Regions from separate parts of the Triticum aestivum genome. Here region 1 is linked to region 2. A link is a contact called in public Hi-C data. All regions are on one chromosome and are shown on one strand. Each heading gives the region's core, a stretch centred on a gene start, on an enhancer-like site or on the middle of the called end of the contact. The rest is flanking DNA. Distances are from core to core; before and after follow the strand shown.

The links. Hi-C and Micro-C count contacts between places; a contact is called where the count stands out from the background.
Region 1: a contact with region 2 is called in a Hi-C map of leaf, with 6 times the contacts expected there. The contact joins the promoter of LOC123113472 here to the promoter of LOC123113466 in region 2. A contact is called at or near these places in 3 of 5 Hi-C or Micro-C datasets (all in leaf).

What each region holds. Positions count from the first base shown.
Region 1 is chr5B:591,923,710-591,930,296 of IWGSC CS RefSeq v2.1, reverse strand. It overlaps LOC123113472 (S-adenosyl-L-methionine-dependent tRNA 4-demethylwyosine synthase), which reads right to left and starts at 5,300. Exons shown (of 8, transcript XM_044534708.1): 1 at 4,383-5,300; 2 at 3,629-3,744; 3 at 3,265-3,440; 4 at 2,679-2,869; 5 at 2,489-2,575; 6 at 2,236-2,393; 7 at 1,937-2,147; 8 at 864-1,283. The coding sequence starts at 5,285. The coding sequence ends at 1,134. It overlaps LOC123113471 (probable methyltransferase PMT28), which reads right to left. Exons shown (of 8, transcript XM_044534707.1): 6 at 6,449-6,587; 7 at 6,226-6,369; 8 at 5,523-6,068. The coding sequence ends at 5,870.
Region 2 is chr5B:591,222,055-591,228,457 of IWGSC CS RefSeq v2.1, reverse strand. LOC123113466 (NADH-ubiquinone oxidoreductase subunit 8) reads left to right here and starts at 3,804. Exons shown (of 8, transcript XM_044534700.1): 1 at 3,804-4,007; 2 at 4,155-4,236; 3 at 4,717-4,770; 4 at 4,874-4,965; 5 at 5,051-5,164. The coding sequence starts at 3,954.

The DNA.
Region 1 (6,587 bases), core at 4,051-6,550, 700 kb before region 2:
TCGTGATAGCAACATGCTAAGGACAATTTGCTGCAGCGAGGATGGCGTGGAGATGGTTCCCGTCAGTTCTGCGGGTGTCCTGAAAGTAATGATCTTTAGGAGTGAACTCTTTGGCTCCTGGCTCCCCGGATTTAAGCTGGAAAGGAAATTGATTGCGGTTGCTTCTGAGAATGTGTCGATTCGTCTAGCTGGACATTGGCTTAACAACAACAACAACAACAACAACAACAACAACAACAAAACCTTTAGTCCCAAACAAGTTGGGGTAGGCTATGGACATTGGCTTAACGCATGGTTTATTTTGCAGACAAAACAGGTAAACCGTGAGGCGATGACCTGGAGGACCTAAAGCTATTCCAGCAAATAGCAAACGAGGTGTTTCGTTCAAAACCGTTGATCAGTACTGATTGATGCATACTGCTGCTGGGACTTCACAAGGAGGACGGGGGATTTATATTCAACCTCTTTCTGTCTCTTGTTCACTCTGCTGGAAGTTCCTTTGGGCCTGTAACAAGTGTTTGCTGCTGTTTTGCGCCCATTCGAGGGTTATGGGGTTTGTTTTGCCTCTCAAGTGTTAAAACATTTGGTTTCACATATATGAAGCTTTAGAGGAAGCTCTCTTTCTTCAAAAAAGTAAATGTCAGCTTCCGTTATGAACAAGGCCAAAGTGTCTTCCAGAAAAAACATGAAAGTGTAACTCCGCAAGTGCTTATCTAGCAACATTCTTTCACGATAGTCGATAGAGTGGACTCGACGGGTAACTCGCATGATCGAGCAATTTCGGCAAAAATGCGGCTGCTTCCACCCGTTCTGGGACTTGGTAGGAAGAAAAGTGTCCAGATGCCAACCTGTAGTCATCAGCGTCTCAGCAACCAGACAGAAAAAAGTAGTATTACTAATTTAACCTGTTTTTCAAAATCTTGGTTGTAAACATCACTAAAGTAATGTCGGGTCAAAAGAGCAGAGGTACATGTTGGAAGCACTATAGCAAAACAAAATAATGGCACCGGAGCCCCACTCTCCACGATTCTTGATTTCCAAAATTTTGCCTCCTGGGATGTGGCGGTAGACATGTCAGTCTCTGGAGGAAGCAGCCGTCCCAGCCATGGCTTGGTGACAAGATTGGTCAAGGGTTAGCCTTTGAGTGCTGCAGCTCCATGGCGCCTTTCCTTCTTGAAGCGAGCTTGATCTGGGTCAAAGCCGCCTTCGTCTGCGCCATAGACGGCCCAAGAAGGTGTCACGGCCATGTAATCACTGCTCTTGAAAGGCTTGCCAGATGTCACCTGCATTGGTGAATGAATGTCAACTCAGATGAAACTCTCATCTTTATCAGTCACATCTCAGTCTCTATCTACGTCAGTAAATGGGTACAGACAATAATGTATGGGAGTGCCGCATCATCACAATTTTTCCCTGCCATCTGATTTCTGATGCAAATGTATATATATAGGAAAAGATAACAATGCACAACGCAAAACATGGCTTCAAAAACATAGCTCCATGCCTGGATTTTATGGACATAGGTTCGTAACTTCATATGGTGCATGTATTGTCAGTTTGAGTACTTGCGCACTATTAAATTTCCCAAAGTAACATAGTACTAGAACATGTTATAGGATATGTACGCATGCAAAAGTTTGTGCAAAAACATGATCATATTGTGCACACATTTTTGCATGTGTGCAAGAGCGCCTAATGATTTATTTATTTTGCACAATTTTGTATGTACACATATTCTAAGACGATCAAGTGCTGCAATTTGTATTTCTAATGCACATTATATAAGCAATACGTACTTGCTTATGAGCATAGGCTCATATGTACAAGATGATTTTATTTTGGCAACCTACTGATACATGATGCACATAGAATAATAACTTGTGTACCGACACAAATGCTCAACCGCAGTATTAATTATTCTTGGAGGAAAGCTCACCAGTTCATTGAATCGGTCGTAATCTATCCAGGTATGCCATTTTCCATTGATCTTGAACTTGTCCACCTTTGCGAGCAGGACACAGCATGAATGCACATGCTCGCAGGCTAATTCATATATGCCACCACTTTTTGATGCCAACACCTCAGAGAATTCTTTTACATCAGCGTGCCAGGGGACATTTTCCATTGTCAACTTTGAAGTTGCTGACCTGTATGCATTACCGGAAAATATCAGCAACCCAAGAAGCCAAGCCAGAATCAGCATGTGATATTTTATTTTCTTTAAAATTCACTTACGAGCCACAGTATGTTACACCCTTGATTTCAATGAAATCAGGTTGTCCAAGTTTTAGTAAGTTTGCATATGCATCTATCTCTTCCACATTCCAGCCTTTGACCAGTGTCAGTCGGTACACCGTCCTTTGATCTTTGTCATGCAGGGACTTGAGCGAATCCTAAATATCAAAGTTAATAGTACGCAATGATAAGAGTTAGTATTTGTAAACCATAATTTCATGATGTGCATCTGCAAATATTTCTGCATATATACCAGAAAACGCTCCCAGAAGTCCGAAAAGAGTGGCCTATCAACAGCCTTCAGGCTTTCTTTTGTAGCTGCATCCACACTGACATACAGCTGCAACCATAGATAGAGGCATTATAATTATCTCTAGAATGTGTTGTCTGGGCATTAAAATGCCAAGCTCTGGATCTTAATTTCAATCAATTGAGAATATTACCTGGGTGATAGGTTTCAGAGCCTTAATCTTTTCAGGAAATTGAGCATTTGTAACCAGAAACGTAGATATGTGTCTGCGATGTAGGTCATCAACCAGAGTATTTATCTCTGGGTACATAATTGGTTCGCCAACAAGAGATAATGCACAATGTCTAGGGGATAGACCCTCTGCTAGTCGCTCTGGCTTTACTCCTGAAAGAAAGAGAGCAAGAAACAGCATAATTAAAGACCACAGTGTACTTCATGATACAAATATTATGGTACTAACTAATATTCCAGGCAGAACCACTGCATTATTTAATCAATAGCTTTACAGGATAATTATGAGGTTCTATTAATCATGTAGAGCCTAAGTTCTCAGCGCTGCAGGCTGAGTACACAAAATAAACAGATCAAAAGTTCACACTTGATGCTGCCTGGCATATCTTAATGGAACACTTCCGTCACGATTATTGCTGGCATAGGGTTGAAAACCTTTTAAAGGCTGTATGCGTTTAGGCAAGTTACAGGTATTTTGCCATGGATCTATTTTTTGTCCGGGCACTAGAATATTCAGTGCAACTTTTATTTGGCAGAATAATGCATACCTGGCACGCCTTTCATTTGCTTAACCATCTTCCTGTGTTCGTCAATTGCAGTATTAACAATGTCAAGAGGATCGTCCATCTTCCACTTCCAACTCTTCCCAACAGGATTTGTGTGATGCCTCCAACAGAACACACACTTATTTGCACAAGCCAAACTTGGAGTTGCCTCCATGCATCTACAAAATTGAGCATCTAATAATCAGAAAACAAACACTGACGGAAGCAAACCACACAAATATTATGTTGTGCGGAGTGGATCTATGTTATGAAACCGATCTGTGACATAGAATATGTATGAACTAGTCCAACCATGTATTCAGCAAGCATTCCAATATACCATGCTACAGAAGCAAAAAAAATTCACCTGTGGCTTTCTATGCCATAAAATGAGTGCTTGTAACACCCTCCCCGACCTCGAAGCTGTGACTTCGTCCATCTACAAATCTTCACCCCACTATGAGAACCAACAATTTTGTAGCCCTGGAAAAAAACCACAGGGATTGATTAATAGGGCACTAGATTGCAATATGTAGAATGAAAATATAAAGACGAAGCACATAAACTACAGAAAACAACTGTAAATTGTTAATCCCATCTAAACAGGTGGAGAATTCTACCTTATAGGCAAGGACCACAGAGATCTGAGTACATACACAACCCTTGTGTTAACCAACATCAGTTTGGGATCAGGAAAAGTTGTCTTAGATCCTAATCGAAAGTTCCATGAAGATGCTTGGTTGATTACTTGGCAGTTGCTTCAACAATCTCACTCTATCATAGCAAATTGCCAGACTAAGTATCTACACGAACCATTATTTTCACTAGCACGACATATACTAGTTCGATAAATTTAGAGGGGAACTAATTTATTTGCTGCCTAGCTATGCTTAAAAACTGCCTCAGCCCACAGAGATCTTAAAATTTTACTCTAGTTTCTTACCAGTGATGTATGTCAGGTAAGCATAGATTATAAAAAAAGAGCAGAATTGGCAATACTCTATTTTCATTAGGCATCATAGGACTCTTCAAAATTTCAGGTTGAAGCGCTTTTACATATGCAGTCAAGAGCATTATTATGTAGTATAACAGAAAGAATGTAACAACAAGTTGATGCTCACTTGTTTCTCCAAGCTCGCCCTGATTATGGGCGTGACCATGGCCCTCGCGCCGTTCTGCCCTCCATTGGGCAAAGCACCCTCCACCTTCCCATTCTGCTTCTTTGCTGTCGCCTTGCCGGCAATGTCTTCCATGTCAACCTCCCCACTAGCCACCTCCTCCTCCTCTTCCTCCTCATCATCGTCATCATAATCGGACTCCTCCCCTTCCAGCCCATCAAACCCATTGGTCTCTCCATCGACTCCGTCCTCCTCAACCTCCTCCCCTTTGACCACCCTGAGCACCCTCCCGCACCACTCCTCGAAGACGTCATCGAGGTCCCCCTCATCCACGTCGCCCTCCCCGACGGGCAGCACCTCGACGGCCCCGAGCGCGCGGAGCCAGCGCGAGAAGCTCCTGGCGGCGGCGTTGAAGGTGTCGCCGTAGGCGCGGGAGCCGACGCCGAAGACGGCGAAGCGGAGGCCCGAGAGGAGCAGCGCCCCGGCGCGGAAGTCGGCGGCGGTCTCCGCGAGCCAGCGCGCGAGGAAGGCGGCGCCGGGCGGGGGCGCCCCGGCGTCGTGCGTGGGGAGGACGAGGAGGAGCAGCGGGACCGAGGGCAGGTCGTCCGGGTCGAAGGCGGCGGCGTCGGTGGCGCGGGCGGGCAGCCCGGCGTCCGCGAGGCGGGCCGAGAGGCGCGCCGCGAGGGCCTTGGAGGTGCCCGTGGCCGAGGCGTAGAGGAGGGTCGGGGCGGCGGCGGCGGCGGGGGCGGGGGAGGAGGATGGGGATGGGGAGGGGCGTAGGGTGCGGCGGAGGCGGCGGAGGGTGATGGACTTGTAGAGGAAGAAGAGGGAGGAGGAGGAGAGCAGGAGGAGGAGCGCGAGGTGGGAGGTGCCGGAGGCGGCCGCGGCCGCCGGGGAGGGGGGCATCGCGGCGGCGGGCTGGGGTTTGGTGGGTGGGGAGGGGGAGGCTGGCTTCCGGCTTTGGTGGGTTTTGCTGTGCCCTTGCGCGCCGCGCGAGGCGGTTGGGGTTTGCTCTTCTTTCTGAAACTGAAACTGAAACTGAAACTGAGACGCCGTGCACGTCAAACTTCAGAAAAGCGTCCCAAAGTCTGACGATCTTTTGCAATTTTTGCATTGTTGTCGCACTTTCAGAAGCACACCGAATGACTCATCAACTCTTCTACTGCATCCTTGTATAAATTCATTTACAACGTTCACAAGCTTTACATCCTTTTACACATTGTTACAATACAATGTTCAGAAACAGCACAGCGCAGCCCTGTTTACACGACCCATCCAGCACTTACTCTGAACCTAAAGCTGGATGCTGTCCAAGACAGAACTGACAAGAGTAACACTGTCGCAATCGCGCGTGTGTGCGCAGTAGATGGTCGTGGAAGCCAACAAATGAACGAATCGGGTGCCTTCAACCCAGATCAACAACCAGGAGCATCAAAACTATGTCTGTACCACATCAAGAAAATGTGCGCCTTGTGATATAACGCGATAGTTCACGGTCGCCACGTTGTTTTCTTTACAGACATGATGCCCTCCTTGTCCTTCCTGAAGGTCATCACGATCTCCCAGTGGAGCGACTTCAGGATCGCCTCCAACGGGTCGAGGATCTCGAGCTTCTCCCGGATGATGGCCCACCCTCCGGGTCTCAGGATCCGGTCCATCTCGACCAAAATCGAGACAGGTTCCTTGCATCTGCATTGTTCAGGTCATGTCAGCATGTCACATCAAACACTGTAAGCACACCGAAAACTATAGACCGTCAAAGTTCAAGCGAGGGTACTTCATTCGACAAACATACCTGTTCTTCAAGCGTGAGAACAAATGGTCGGCATGAAGAAGATCGTACGACCTTGGATATGTGCTAAATGGTTCGCACCAGTCGTGATAAACACCGACCAGCCCGCGCTCGAAGATTACAGGTAGGGTGTCTGGGGCATGCACGGGGACAACATTCATGACCCAAACTTTTTCAGACGACAAAGCTGCAGCAAATCTGCAAGGAAACACGCATATAAGTAAGAGAAATTCAATTTATATACTGGGAAATGTGAAATTGAGAATGGAGAGCGTACCCTCCATATACAGCCTTCATATCCAGCACGTTTCGGATATTTGTCCAGTTAATACCCAAGCCATCCAGATACGATTTCTCAACGACGGCCTTCCAGTGGCTATGATCAGCAGACACCCTTGTTTGCAGGTCCCCGAGCC
Region 2 (6,403 bases), core at 2,555-5,054:
AGGTTTAGAGGGGGATTAGATCCTTAACAAGTAAAAGTGGCAGTTTTTAGTTTTTTCAAGTTAAGGTTGAGTTTAACACATGTTAAAGGGCACACAATACATCTCAAGCAAGCATGCCAAGAGTATTGGCAGCGGAAAGAGTAAAGCATGCAATTTGCAAGAATGTAAAGGGATGGGATTGGAGTGTGCAAACGCAATGGAGATACGGAGAATTTTTGGCGTGGCTCTGATAGGTGATGCTATCGTACATCCATGTTAATGGAGACTTCAACCCATGAATAGTAACAGTTGCGCGAGTCCATGGAGGGCCCCACCCAGGAAGGGGCCACGAAGAAGAAACCTTGTCTATCCACCATGGCTATCGCCCATGAAGGACTTGTCTTACTTAGGTAGATCTTCATGAAGTAGGCAATCTCCTTGCCTTTACAAACTTCTTGGTTCAACTCCACATCTTGTCGAAGGCTCCCAATCAACATCTAACCAATCTATGAGACACCACTCTCCAAAAGGTAATAGATGGTGTGTTGATGACGAACTCCTTGCTCTTGTGCTTCAAATGATAGTCTCCCGAACACTCAACTCTCTCTCACAAATTTGGCTATGGTGGAAGAAGGATTTGAGTGGAAAGCAACTTGGGGAAGGCTAGAAATTAAGGTTCAAATGGTAGGAATGGAATCTCTTAAACACATGAGTAGGTGGTTTTCTCTCAAAAAATAAATGGTGGAAGTGTAGGCATGTTATGATGGCTCTCTCTTATGAGAAGAGGGGTGGAGGGGTATATATAGCCTCCACACATAATCTAACCGTTACACACTTTTTACCCATCTCGGTGGCACCAATCAGAAAACTCGGTGGCACCGATCTATACAAAAATATGAACGTTAGGAATATCGGTGGGCCTGATGGGAACAACTCGGTGGGACCGATGTGCTAGGGCTTAGGGCAAACTTCATCTCAGTGGCACTGATTGCATCATCTTGGTGGCACCGAAGTGAATGCAATGAGCAACAGAGAATCAGTTAAGGCAACTCAGTGAGACCGATTGCAACTTCTTGGTGAGATCAAAATGATTTTAACAACTCACAGAGCGCTGGCAAGGCCATCTCGGCGATACCGAGATCCGTATCAGTATGACCGAATCGTTAGGGTTTTGGCAGTGGCTATGTCAAGATGAACTCGGTGGCTCTGGATAGGAAATATTGGTGGGGCCGAGTTGGGAATTAGGTTTTGGACATATTTGGATGGAGAAAGTGGTTGTGGGTTTTGGAGCAATATCACTAAGCACTTGAGCAACAAGATCATTAAGCAACACCTCATCCCCTTTTAATACTATTGGCTTTCCTATGGACTCAATGTGATCTTGGATCACTTAACCAAAAATGTAGAGTCAGCTTTTGCCAATCCTTGTCCTTATCATTTTAAAGGGTTACACACCCTCTTGTCCTTGCCACTCCATTGTTGAACTTATCTGAAATATACTTGATAAAACAATTAGTCCAACGGAAGATGTGTTGACATTAATTACCAAAATCACCCAAGGAGCACTTGTGCTTTCAACTCAACCCAGGGAGCAAGAATGACCTTGCAGAAGTGCATCGGCCCAGAGTACTCATGGAAATGTCCATAGTTACATGGCCTCTTGTTGGAGGCTCTACTGACCTCTAGCACTGCCTTGCCATTCTCGAAGCTGGCCGATGGAACCTCGTTAACCTTCGAGGAGTTGCCGAGGATGAGCTTGTCATTTTGTGTTGAAAAAATGAACAAGAGGCCAATAGAGGTACCTTAGACGCTGATCAAAATGTAATACACATATGAGCAAGATCAATGGTAGAGGTATGCTGAAAATCTACTGCACTTCATATTCAACCTTTGTTCATCCGTGCAGTCGATGCATCGTTTGACCGCACTTATGACAACCGAACTTCAACATTCATTCATGCCATCTACCTATCGCTTCAACCTACAAAGCCCCCATTTATCTACCATCGCAATCCACTTCACCCATCTCTATGTCTCTCTCCCAGTCTTCTACCATCTCCAATTCCTGAGCTATCTCTCTCTCACCACCGGTCCAGCTCCATGAACCCCTACCCTACTGACCATGCATGTACGACACTCATCCTCAAGTGCTTGCTTGGTGACCATAGGAATTTTGTGAAGATGATGGAAGTGTTTGCTCGGTTCAAGACCGTGGACGAGATGGTCAAGGAGGCAAGAGTTGTGCTCTTGAATGCAACAGAGATGGAGAAGAAGGCGATATAGCCTGACCCAGACAAAGGTGATATGTCAGTGAACATACTACTATGGGCGATGGAGGAGGCATGGTCAGCTGATCCATGTCAGAGAGCTAGATAGGACAAATACAAGTTTGTCGTAGCTCCTACTTACCGGGACGACAATGATGACGAGGAGGTGGGGGGGGTCAAGATGGTGGCCATGGTTCCTGAGCGTAGCTACTCCACGATCCGCTAGAAGTCGACGAGTACAAGCATTAACCTACATGTCGCTCATCGTGCCTCTACGCTCATCATGCCTAGGCTATAGCTCTTGCTCAATTGCATTGGATTTGAATGGACATAAGAGTGGATTGTGGTCGATTTAACCCCATGTTAATGAAAATCCTTCGAAATCCCATTCACATTCCTCAAATCCCTAATCGGATACACTTTGTTTGATCCCACATCGAAGCCTAGAACTTCAATCGATGCCTAAATCCCATGAACAAATAGTATAATCCATGCCTAAATTAAATGTGCGAAGTGTAATCGATGCCTACATCGATCTTTCACAAGGGACAAAGGGCTTATCGCCATTGATGAACGCTTGGTTGAGGGGTGGTGAAGCCGGTGGTCGATGCCACCCAGATCATGTGATCGCCATCGCTGGTGAGAGAATGGAGAGAGGCTGGAGTGAGTGGTGAGAGAAGGATGAGGGGATTTATGATGCGGCTTCGGGAACCAACGTTGTCTCCCGCATGTCCCCGCACATGCAGCCACCTTCACCCATGTGTGCTCGCTTGCATCGCTCGGGCCCGACTCACTGGAAATAGTCGATTCGAGCAATCCTTCATAGCCATGCCAGAGGTGCTTTAAGTTTCGTATGGGTCAAGATTCCATGCAAGCCAAGCATCCAAACAGCCAAAATTGCATCCCCGGTGCCTGGTTAGGGTATATTCAACCTACCAAATGCACCCCAACTGCATGATTTGGACATCTCCTTCGGCCGCTCCAAACTCCCTTCCTCCTTTGTTGTTCCCGTGAGAAATCGTGGTACTCGAGCTGCTGGTTGTAGCATTGAAGTTGAGTTCCCTATATGCCTATGGGTTAATCTTTTTGTAGGGTCTATATGACAGTGGGTTTGTCTTGGCATTTTTTTTCTCTTCTCTTCTAGTATGGTATTTTTCTCTGTTGTAACACGACACTTTTCTGCTGTAGCATGACAATTAATGGACACGTGTAGCAAATTTCTTTATTATGAATGGAAATTCTGTTTGCTGTAGCATGTCAATCCTCTTTTGTGAGCAACAAGGTTTGACCGGCTCCGGTGAAGGGAGGACGATTTCGGCGGCACGCCTTCCGTTTGCTCCAGTGTTTGTAGTCGTCGTCAGGTAGTCCATGTACGTGGTTGTAATTTTTATTACTCTAGTGTTCTTCATATTTTCCATACCTTCTTTTAGGCAGGACGTTCTCTGTACCTTTTTTTTAGATAAAGACGTTCTCTGTACTTTATTTTTTGAGGCGGTAGACGTTCTCTGTACGTAGTGCCTTGAACACACAGAAGGCCCTGTCTGGGCAGTGCTGCACTTCCCAGCCCAGCCCAGCCCAGCTGCAAGTTCCTCTTTCTCCACACCCGGACATCCCCCCAGCCACTAACTAGAGACCACAGTGCACAGCCCACCTCAACCCCCCTTTTCGATCCGAACCCACCGCCTCCTCGTCGCCGACGACGCCACCATGGCGGCGCTCCTAGCCCGGCAGGCAGCCCTGGCCCTCCGCGCTAGGCAGACGGTGAGCGACCCTTCTAACCCTCCCCTGCCTGCCGTCGCCCTCCTAGATCTACGCCGTCCGCCCTCCGGCTTCCAGATCGAGCCATGCCGCTCCGCGCTCCTGTTCGCGTTGTCGTCCGTCTGATTCCGTGGTTTGCCCGTGTTTCAGGCGCGTCTCGGCCCGTCCGCGACGGCGATGCAGGGCCACCTCCGGACCTACATGGACGCGGGGGCGCCCAAGAGGTTCAAAGGTCTCCGCCCTCTCCCCCTCTTCTTACTGAGCTGTTCGGTATTGTTATTACTTATCAAATGCGGTTCGGGCTTCGTCGGTTCTGTCCTATGATTTCAACGCATTCCGTGTGTTCAAAGTGATTGATTTTCTATGTCCTGTGGTGCATACGGTAGCGTGTGAGCGAGGAATTAGGGTTGCACTTGAAACTCTTTGGAACAGATCTTCGGTTATATTAATTAGTTGCACACTGTTGCCTGACACCGTATATGAAATGCTCAAAAATTGTGCCACGCTGCATCCGGTTGGTTTTAGGAGAACCTGTTCTTTACAACTAAAAGCCATTTGCTGCTGATGATGGACCATAGTATCAAATTTTAATTGGCCTAATTCTTTCGAACACTAATTCCATGCTATGATTTGTGTTTGCATAGTTGCATATTGAATTTAAATTTGTGCGATGCTACTGTTCTCTGAAAGTGCTGCCCTCTTTAATGATCAGAGGACGAGGAGAAAGAACAGCTTGCGAAAGAGCTCGCCAAAGATTGGAGTGCTGGTGAGTATATGTTTTTTATATGGGCATACAATTGTCTGTTGGCTATTTTCCTTGTTGCTGTTAGGATACTGCTTCACCTCTCATTTTAATGCTCTTTCTTCAGTGTTTGAAAGGAGTATCAATACATTGTTTTTGACTGAAATGGTCCGTGGTTTGATGCTGACGCTCAAGTACTTCTTCGAGAGGAAAGTTACAGTTAAGTGGCGAATTTCACACATGCTATTAGTCTTATTGTCGTGCTTGCTTCTGTTGACTGTTCTTTTATCTTGACTCCTTGTAGATTAACTATCCATTTGAGAAGGGCCCTTTGAGCCCCCGTTTCCGAGGTGAGCATGCTCTCAGGCGTTATGATACTGGGGAAGAGCGATGCATTGCCTGTAAACTATGTGAAGCTGTAAGTTGTGTTATCTTAAATCTTGCAATAATAGTGGATTAGTTAGCAAACCATATGAATTTATCTTCTGCCGAATGAAATTGAGATATAAATGGTCCATACTCCATAGTAATAGCAGGCCATGCTTATATGAAAATTTGATGTTTGCACCAGTAATACTACTCCATGCTATGTTATAACAGTGATTCCATGTTTTCCGTATTGAATTGTGAGTTCTTAGGGTCATCTTCTCTTTTCCATTATTTACTTTGCAAAATTGGTTTCCTTTCAAGTATACCTGACTGAAATTGATTAAAGTTTTTAAGAAAAGTTTGATCCCTTACTTGCTTGAAGTTATTTACAATACATGATGGTTTTGTTCTTGTTGGCGGTAGACCTTGTAGTTGTTAGTGCTTATGGAGTAAAGCATTAAGATTGATGTTCTGTGAGTATTCAAAATAGTCTGGCCATTGTATGCAGGGTTTCAGTTCCTGGGATTGATCACTTTTTCCCATGGGTACAAGGAGAACAAATCGTGGCCTGTAAACATTTAATTTAAAATCTAAATTGCAATTTGAAGTACAATTGATGGCATAATTATGGCCGTGAATCAGACAGTTGTCGGTCATTCTTTGAGGGTAACGGACATGTCAAACACCAAGAAAATTGCTGGTTACTGACTAGGAATCTGTCCTGAAGAGTCCACAACTCCTGGGTTGAAACACTGATGGTGCAAACCTCTTGTGTCAGTAAGATTGTGTAGGGTGTTAGCAGTTAGAACTTTGAGCTCTGGATCACTGGCAGCAAGAGCATTGCAGCTTTCTGCTTATTGGTGCTTTTTTTTAGAAAAATATTTACAGCTCAAATTTCTTAGGCCACATGCTTCTTCAATCTAGTATGGTGTATGGAACTGGTGCACGTATGGGGTTTAAGAAATTCTTGAAGAAGCATCGTATCTAGATTTAATAATATTTTGCAATTGAACGCACAAAGGTTAAATTCATGAGCCCCCCATGGCACCATGTGTCCACTACTACCTTGCTAGATTTACCATAAACTTTGTTGAACACTGATAGTTTTCTGGAAGTAGCTTGCTGTACCGTGTAAGTCTGTAACACTCTCACCAATCTTAGTTATTGAAGTCTTGGCCTTTGATTAGTTTCAAAACTTACTGCAAATTCTCATGTATAGTAGTGCAAAACTGTGTGATTGGCTTTTAAGATGCTTGAATGTTGGATGTTTCTCATACTAGTTGAAGTG